3 separate regions of the Mus musculus genome follow, and regions 1 and 2 are each linked to region 3. Evidence: chromatin contacts called from public HiChIP or PLAC-seq data. All regions are on one chromosome and are shown on one strand. The core of a region is the stretch at or near the end of the contact, and the rest is flanking DNA. Distances in the headings are between cores, read along the strand shown. Region 1 overlaps Camkmt (calmodulin-lysine N-methyltransferase). Region 2 holds the start of Slc3a1 (solute carrier family 3, member 1). Region 3 overlaps Lrpprc (leucine-rich PPR-motif containing).

Region 1 (2,700 bases), core at 48-2,547, 400 kb after region 3:
ATCTCTCCAGCCCCTTTTGAAACATTTTAACATTTATTTTACAGCATTTATGTAGCAATAATTTAAAAACTTTTCAAGAATAGACTCCCATTTGGAATTTTCAAGCTCATTCATCATTGTCTGCATCTTGTTACGCTAGGAAAATGACTGACAGGTGGAAATGCACAAATGCTGACTGTGTATGTGTAGCTCAGCATGCGATGTGCAACCCTGAAGAATGAACGAACGAACGAACGAACGAACAAACGAACGAACGGCCTACTTAAACTACCTTTCCCGCTCTCCCACGGTCAGGCGATGCAGTTATGAGGTAATTGAGTAGGACTCAGAGAGCTATGCCTCCTTGTTTCCTACCTTTCCCGCTCTCCCACGGTCAGGCGATGCAGTTATGAGGTAATTGAGTAGGACTCAGAGAGCTATGCCTCCTTGTTTCCTACCTTTCCCGCTCTCCCACGGTCAGGCGATGCAGTTATGAGGTAATTGAGTAGGACTCAGAGAGCTATGCCTCCTTGTTTCCTACCTTTCCCGCTCTCGCACGGTCAGGCGATGCAGTTATGAGGTAATTGAGTAGGACTCAGAGAGCTATGCCTCCTTGTTTCTAGTTTTGCTGACCTCTGGGACTTTCTTTTTAGGTCAGTTCCTTTAGGGTCACAGGGCAGAGGTCATCTCCATCAGAAAGGGGCTTAGGAACAGAGCACACTTACTTTATCCTTTTACCATGTTTGTCTAACCGGAAGTTCCTGGAGTCAAGTGATCCCTCAGCCTCTGGTCTCCTGAGTAACTGAGACTGAAGTTGTGTGTCACAGTCTCTTAAGTAGCGCATTCATTCCCTTCCCCTCGCTGCCCTCCCCTCCCTTTCTGTCCCCTCCCCTTCCCTCTTCTTTCTTTGTTGATTTTTGAGATAGACTGTCTTTATAGTCTAGGATGGCCTTGAACTTTGCCAGCCCATCCTAGGCATTCCCGTTCATGTTCCACAGATGTACCCTCACTCTCACCATTCTGTGCTATGGTTGCTGATTTTAAGCCACAAAACCTTTGTCCCTTGTTTTTTCTCATTAACCATTTTTTTTTAAATGGCATTATTTTTCCAACGAACTCCTTTTAAGTTGGAGGGGTCAGAATTCTCCCTTTATAGCTGTATTGATATTTCTGCTTTTTCTCAAAATAGCTTGTGTTACATCAGCCCTTCTGCCTGAATTCCACACCTTGAGAGAGGAATGTGCGCATTCAGTGCTGTGCCTGTCCCCACCCAGGTTACGCCCTACCCTGTCTTTGTCCCAGCTCCACTTTCTTGGTAACTTTTCCTGCTCACTTGCTGTCTGTTTAAATGTCAGAACACTTTCCCTGTGACTCAGTACATATTTATATTCCAGTCTCTTTTTCTGTTTGAGACGTCTTCATGCTCTTCATGGCTTTTGATTTGACTTGCTAGAAAATAGTTATCCTTTGCCCACATCATGAGTTTTCAGGATTATAAAACTCTTTGACCTTTAAACTATGACTAACAATCTGCTGCAATCATTGCTGGTAGGTGAGAAGATGCAGACTAAACTGTGAGTGAGCTACAAGATCAGAGTGCTGACTCTCTGGCCTGAATCTTCACCATTCTCATCGAGAGAGTAGCTCTCGTTGCCAAGGCCGTGGATCTTAATTTACTTGGTATTGTGTTGTATTCTAGCATGTTCTAGGACAAGAATATCCTCCTTCCTTCCTCTCTCTCTCTCTCTTTCTCTCTCTCTCTCTTTCTTTCCTTTCTTGAAGGTTTCTCTGTATAACCAGGTTGGCCTCGAACTCAGAGATCCAACCAGCCTGTGGTCCCCACAAGTGCTGGGATTAAAGGTGTGCAGCACCACTGCCCAGCTAAATATAGTGTTTTATGGAGTCATCAAATATACATGCTTAACTGTATAAAAAAAGCAGTTATAATTTCTTAACCCAATACAGAATAAGTAATACCCTTTAATTTGTTGAGTTTTTCTCCTGCTTCCCCCATATCTCTGTATCTATCATCTATTTTTATCTATCTATCTATCTATCTATCTATCTATCTATCTATCTATCTATCTATCCATCTCTCTATCATCTATGTATCTATCATCTATCTGTCTTATCTATTTTTAATCTATCATCTATGTATCTATCACCTATGTATCTATATATCTATGTATTTATGTATCTATGTATGTATGTATCTATCATCTATCTTATCTATTTATAATCTATCATCTAAATATCTATCATCTATGTATCTATCATCTATCACCTATCTATGTATCTATGCATCTGTGTATCTATCTATCCATCTATATCTATATATCATCTATCAAACATCTATTTATCTAATATCTATCTATCTATCTATCTATCTACCTATCTATTGCTTTATCTATCTAACATCTATCTATCTATCTATCAATTAACCATCTGTGTCTGTATCATCTCTATATATCTATAGACAAGAAGGTTTCAGTTTTCTGCTGTATCCCTCTGTCGATATCAATTAGTGAGTGCTTCTGTAGAAGGTGATTTGAAGACTTGGAACTACAAATCAGTCTGATAATTGGGTTCTATCTTTTCTATTTTGAGCCACAGTGTTCTGAGTATTTTGACACAGGAGCTTTTATACTTGAAATAATATAAAAGCAAGAGAATATTCTCTTTCATCTGCATTTCTGAGACTTAAGCTACATTTTTTCCCTT
Region 2 (2,700 bases), core at 85-2,584, 270 kb after region 3:
ACACCATTGCAGGGTATGAGGGGGGTTGACATGTCATGACTGCATTAAACAAGAACACTAAGTTGCTCTACAGAAAACCCTGTAGTATTGGGCACCCAGACAACAGGAAACAACGGGTGCTGCACCTGGGTTCGACCCCAGAACCCAGGCAAAGTGGAAGGAGACATCCAACTTGACAGTGTCCACTGAACCGTCTCTCAACACCGCATCCCCCCCACCCACCCACACACACACAATTTTTTTAATTAAAAAAAAAAGTCTAATCAAAGCTTCCAAGTGTGGCTGATCATCTCATTCCTTGAGACCTGGGGAATCTCTAAGGCCAGCCTTTCAGCAAGTTTCTGGGGACTTGCAAATGTGTCCTACACTTGTCAATGATTAAACAACTGTTACGTGCAAGGATTAAAGACTGTGTGCATGTAGTACAACGCATGAACTTGCAGTGCTCAGCATCCTGCTCCCCCACCTCCTGGAAGTGCTTACAAGAATGTTTGAGCACACATACAGAGCTTAGTCATACACAAGGGCTGTCTGGAGTCAGCCTGGGATAAAATGATGTTGCCTGCCTCCAGAGCCACCTCCGTGGGTCTATAGGAAGACACTTTAAAAAAAAAAGGGGACAGCCAGTTTCTCCTTATTAGTTCAAGATCATTTTTATACCTAGCTAAAGAAAGAACATGATGCTTCAACCATTGTAAAACAGATTTAACACTACCCATTTCTTTAATAATTGGCTCAGTGGCAAATGGTCTGCGTTGTTGTAGGACCACAATTGTCCATCTCGAAAACTCATCAAAATCCCCAGGTGGAATTCTATTCCATTGGCCAACAGTTTCCCACAGTTCCTCTGAAACCCACAAGCACCCGTCTGTTTTCTGCTTCTGTGACTATAGGTTCTTTCTCGAAGGGGAACCACACAATATTTGTCTTGGATGTGTTTTTTTTTTTTTTTCCTCAGCATAATGTCCCCAAAGCCCATCCATCCTGTAGTATGTATCAGACTTGTTTCCCCTTTCAGGGAATAATTTCTGTGCGTTCATTTCACATTGCCCATCTCTCTGGGTCCCCACCATCCTTTGTAGTTTTGTGAATCGCATTACTGTAGGCAGTTGGTACTCACACAAGTAGCATCTTACAGCGTTTGGACCCTGCCTCTTCTCCGCAGTCTCCTCCTTCACATACTGTTACTGTAGATGAGTCAGCCACCCGGTATAAAGATAATTTTTGCACACACACACACACACCCCTCCTCCCGACCCCCTTTATTGAACTTTACGCAATCTTCCTTGGCTGGACAAAGTCCAGCCATGATTATTTATAAACCATTCAAAGCTCATTAACAAAGCACAGCGCTCAGCAAGACACCTTTCTACCTCTGTCCCTGCTGGAAAGCACCAGGAAGAGCTACACAGGGTAGACATGGATGAGGACAAAGGCAAGAGAGACCCCATCCAAATGAGTTTGAAGGGATGCCGAACCAATAACGGGTTTGTCCAAAATGAAGACATTCCGGAGCAGGACCCAGACCCAGGCTCCAGGGACACCCCACAGCCCAACGCCGTGAGTATCCCTGCTCCAGAGGAGCCTCACCTAAAGGCGGTGCGGCCCTATGCAGGGATGCCCAAGGAAGTACTCTTCCAGTTCTCCGGCCAGGCTCGCTACCGGGTGCCCCGAGAGATCCTCTTCTGGCTCACCGTGGTTTCCGTGTTCCTGCTCATTGGAGCCACCATAGCCATCATCGTCATCTCTCCAAAATGCCTTGACTGGTGGCAAGCAGGTCCCATATACCAGATCTACCCGAGGTCTTTTAAGGACAGTGACAAGGATGGGAATGGAGACCTGAAAGGTGCGTGTTCGCCGCTCAGGACCAACTAGTGGAGGGTGGTTTGTGGCCCCATTCTGTGCCTGGCTTGTGTTGTAAGCACATTCCAGGGTGGCTGGCACCCATTTCCTGGGAGTTAATTCAAGCCCCACGCAGCAGAAGTCAGCAAGCCTTGCTCTTGATGCAAGGCTATCTGCTGAAGGCTTTAGAGCCACGGGGTTGTTGAATCTCTCGTCCACTAAACCCATGCACATGTTCACTCGTCGATCCTGAAATTTTGTAGCTCCGTGTTTCATCTGAGACTAGCTCTCCTGGCACAGGCACAGCTTGTAGTCTAGCTGAGAGTTTATTAATAAATACATCGTGTTATATAAATGTGATGTCTGCGGAAGGGGAAGACTCTTCAAGTTTCAATCCTGAGAGAGGAGAGCAAGCTAGAACCAACAGTGTGTTAGTTGTTGCCTAATAATGGATTTCCCACAGCAATAGCCATAGTAGTAGAAGAATAGAACCAAAATTTTGTATTTTTTAAAATTAAACTAAAAGTCCTATATGTAATTTCTTATCCTTATAATTGAATGCTCCATCGGTCATGTTAAGATTGAAACTGCTAGACAGTGGGCGTAAACTGGATTGGCTGGGTCACCGTGGTTTAGGACAGAATAGAGTTGGTTGCTATCCCTCTGCTTGTAATGAGTTCCAGGACATCCTGGACTAAACACACACACACACACACACACAGAGAGAGAGAGAGAGAGAGAGAGAGACAGAGAGAGAGAATATTTTTAAAGGGCGTGCAGTAAGAAGAGATAAACTAGGAAGGAAATTCTTTTCTTGCAATGATTATTTGTTTGAAGAAGAAACCAAGATGGTGTGGT
Region 3 (2,700 bases), core at 103-2,602:
TACTCAGCTTCTGTGGCAATTTTACACTATTAAGAATGCCTTCTTCTGGGCTGGAAAGATGGCTCAATGGTCTTCCAGAGGACCTGAGTTCAATTCCCAGCAACCGTATGGTGGCTCACAACCATCTGTAATGAGATCTGATGCCCTCTTCTGGTGTGTCTGAAGACAGCTACAATGTACTCATATACATAAATTAAATAAATAAATCTTAAAAAGAAAACAGAAAAGAAACCATTTGAACCCAGATACCACGGCTATGAACCTTGGCATCTGCCACTAATAAATTAACAAATAATTCTTGCTTCTGTTTTACCCACAAATTAAATTTCTGAGAAGACAGAACTTGTAAAGGACAGTTTTGTTGTTGTTTTTCCTACACTACCCTTAATTTTAGTCTGTTTTACTTAAGGATGGGTTTGTTTTGTTGTGAAGAATAGGACTGAAAAAACACTGGTACTATTTCTGCTGTGGATTGACTACCGGTTTTAAGCAAGCTTTTTCTAGAGTGATAATGGAGTTTGGGAGGACAATTTGTAAGAAGACATTAACATTTGGATCGTGTTATGGAGTTTAAGGTCAGAGGTGTCTGGGTTCCAAGGTCTGTGCTGCTGACAGCTCTCCACCAGCTCCTCCTTTAAAGTCTGCGTGGCTAAGCTAGAAATGGAGCAGACAGACAGACAGGGCAGACAGACCTTCTGATGGCCAAGGGGAGCAACAATGAGACAAAAGACAAAACCAACACAGTGACCTGGGCTTATTTCCCCATGACGCCTTCTGCTTAAGCCTTTGGCGCATTTCCTATACCAATTAGGAATTAGGAGCAAACATCCCATCTCTCAGTTCTGGTGAGGTCAGACAACATCAACGGCATCTCATCCTCTGTTTACAAAGAGGACCTGAAGATCTGGCATTGATTTGATGACTCCAGTAAGGGTAATAATGACTTACACAGTTTAGGTTCAAGAAACCAGATCTTTCATTTCAACGTATGGCTGGCAACCTTCCCAAACAACACCCAGACTGTTCAGAGTGCTGTGAATTAAGTCACAAAGTCCATCCTGACCAAAGAGCTCTTACGCAGAGAACCCTGGTCTGCCCCTTCCCAGTGCTTTAACATCTCCTCAAGGGGCTGCTGACTTGAGTGCAGAAGCCGCCTCCCACAATGGCAGGACTTTCAACCACAAGCCAAGGGAGCCCTCGGCTCCTTTCCACTTACACTTTTGTTTTACCGTTGGTAAGAGGAAAGAAAAGTCTTACTCTTTCTAAACAAAACCGCATCCTACGTTTGACTGAGAGCTCCAACTGTGACTTATTTACATGTGTGAAGCCCGAGAGGATGTGCTGACTGCTCATGCTCCTGCCTCCACCTCCAGAGGGCTGAGATCACAGGCACAGATCATCTTGCTCCATCCACTTCACGTGGCGCTAGGGGCCAACTCAGGGAAACGGCGTGCTGGGCAAGCAATCTACAAACTCAGCTATGTATGTCCTAAGGCCTCAAAATATTTTTTGTGCAGCTTCATTTTTTTTTAGAAAATTTGAAGTAGAAAATCTCATTATAATAAAAAAAGGCTTTAAACTTAAATGACTGAAACTTAAGTGATTTTATCTATGTATGCTATTAAACAATTTATAAAGTAGAAAACCATATATAGAGGCATACCCTAATGTTAAATGTTTTTTGGTTTTTATCTTTGGAAAGACAGCATTGCATGTTTTAACAATTTTCCGAAGGCCCCACAGCCAGGTTCCCTGCAGCAGGCATGGCCAGGGCTGGTGGTACCTAACAGCCCTTCCCGGAGCGGCTTTCCAGCACTCTCAAAATTCTTATGAAATGGGCTGGGCATGTATCTCAGGTGGCACACAGCGGAAGGGGTGGTACTACCTATGATCCCAGCACCGGAGGTGGGAGGAGGATCACAAGTTCAAGGCCACTCTCAGCCACACAGGAAGCTTAAGGTCTGCATGGGTTTCAGAAGACTGCATTCGGTAGGCCAGAGATGGAGACACAAGCCAGTAAGCTGGCGTGGCAAGTAAAGGCTGCTCACAGCACAGCCCGTGATGCACATTGGATGGAGAGTAAGGTGAAGGGAGAACATCAGCTCCTCTGAAGCCCACATGCACCGTCCCCTACCCAACAATAATAATGTATTTAAAAAGGAAAGTGTGTTAGGTAGACTTCTAACCACTTGACTCAAGGCAGAGTCCTCTAAGAAGAAAACCCAATTGAGAAAGGCCATCAGTGTGGCTGTCTTCAGACACACCAGAAGAGGGCATCAGATCCCATTACAGATGGATATGAGTCACCATGTGGTTGCTGGGGATTGAACTCAGGACCTCTGGAAGGGCAGTCAGTGCTCTTGACTGCTGAGCCGTCTCTCCAGCCCAAAACATTGGGCTTTTTTGTTTGGTTGATTGGCTGGTTGGTCTCTGGTTTTTTTTTCAGTGCTGAGTCAATTCTAATTCTATTCTAAATTTGATCACATATAACAGGACTCTCCAAAGTACACAAAATAGGTGGCTTGACTACTACACAGAATGTTCTGCAACATTTTAAAATATATTGCTATTTATTCTAACAACACATTAAAGACTTGACTATATTAACGTTGACATAAAGGACTGTAATTACCCTCGTGTAATTTTAAATTTTTGTTAAGTTTTGGGGTGAAGTAGAAGTAGTGACCCTAAAGTTATAAA

Evidence for each region. HiChIP or PLAC-seq counts read pairs in DNA pulled down with a chosen protein or histone mark.
Region 1: a contact with region 3 is called in an H3K27ac HiChIP or PLAC-seq map of embryonic stem cells, with 5 read pairs. The contact joins two enhancer-like sites. A contact is called at or near these places in 3 of 115 datasets of contacts at active chromatin or transcription factors (T-cell acute lymphoblastic leukemia, embryonic basal ganglia and embryonic stem cells).
Region 2: a contact with region 3 is called in an H3K27ac HiChIP or PLAC-seq map of epiblast stem cells. The contact joins the promoter of Slc3a1 here to the enhancer-like site in region 3. A contact is called at or near these places in 4 of 39 promoter capture datasets (the HPC-7 cell line, fetal liver, hematopoietic stem and progenitor cells and 1 more), 2 of 484 Hi-C or Micro-C datasets (the G1E-ER4 cell line and liver), 2 of 115 datasets of contacts at active chromatin or transcription factors (embryonic stem cells and epiblast stem cells) and 2 of 9 other capture datasets (adipose tissue and pancreatic islet).

The regions. Positions count from the first base shown.
Region 1 is chr17:85,161,899-85,164,598 of GRCm38.p6, forward strand. All of the region lies in intron 3 of Camkmt (calmodulin-lysine N-methyltransferase), which reads left to right. It overlaps Gm36826 (a long non-coding RNA gene), which reads left to right. Exons shown (of 3, transcript XR_877067.3): 3 at 140-2,063. Among named protein-coding and RNA genes, the nearest start is that of Gm36826, 5.2 kb to the left of the region's middle. Within about 2 kb of position 1,298, at least 39 of the 459 cell types and tissues checked have an H3K27ac peak or open chromatin away from gene starts, as enhancers often do. A contact at or near this core is called in embryonic stem cells, where this site is marked.
Region 2 is chr17:85,027,013-85,029,712 of GRCm38.p6, forward strand. It overlaps Slc3a1 (solute carrier family 3, member 1), which reads left to right and starts at 1,335. Exons shown (of 10, transcript NM_009205.2): 1 at 1,335-1,846. The coding sequence starts at 1,420.
Region 3 is chr17:84,757,284-84,759,983 of GRCm38.p6, forward strand. All of the region lies in intron 14 of Lrpprc (leucine-rich PPR-motif containing), which reads right to left. Among named protein-coding and RNA genes, the nearest start is that of Lrpprc, 32 kb to the right of the region's middle. Within about 2 kb of position 1,353, at least 34 of the 459 cell types and tissues checked have an H3K27ac peak or open chromatin away from gene starts, as enhancers often do. A contact at or near this core is called in embryonic stem cells, epiblast stem cells and hematopoietic stem and progenitor cells, where this site is marked.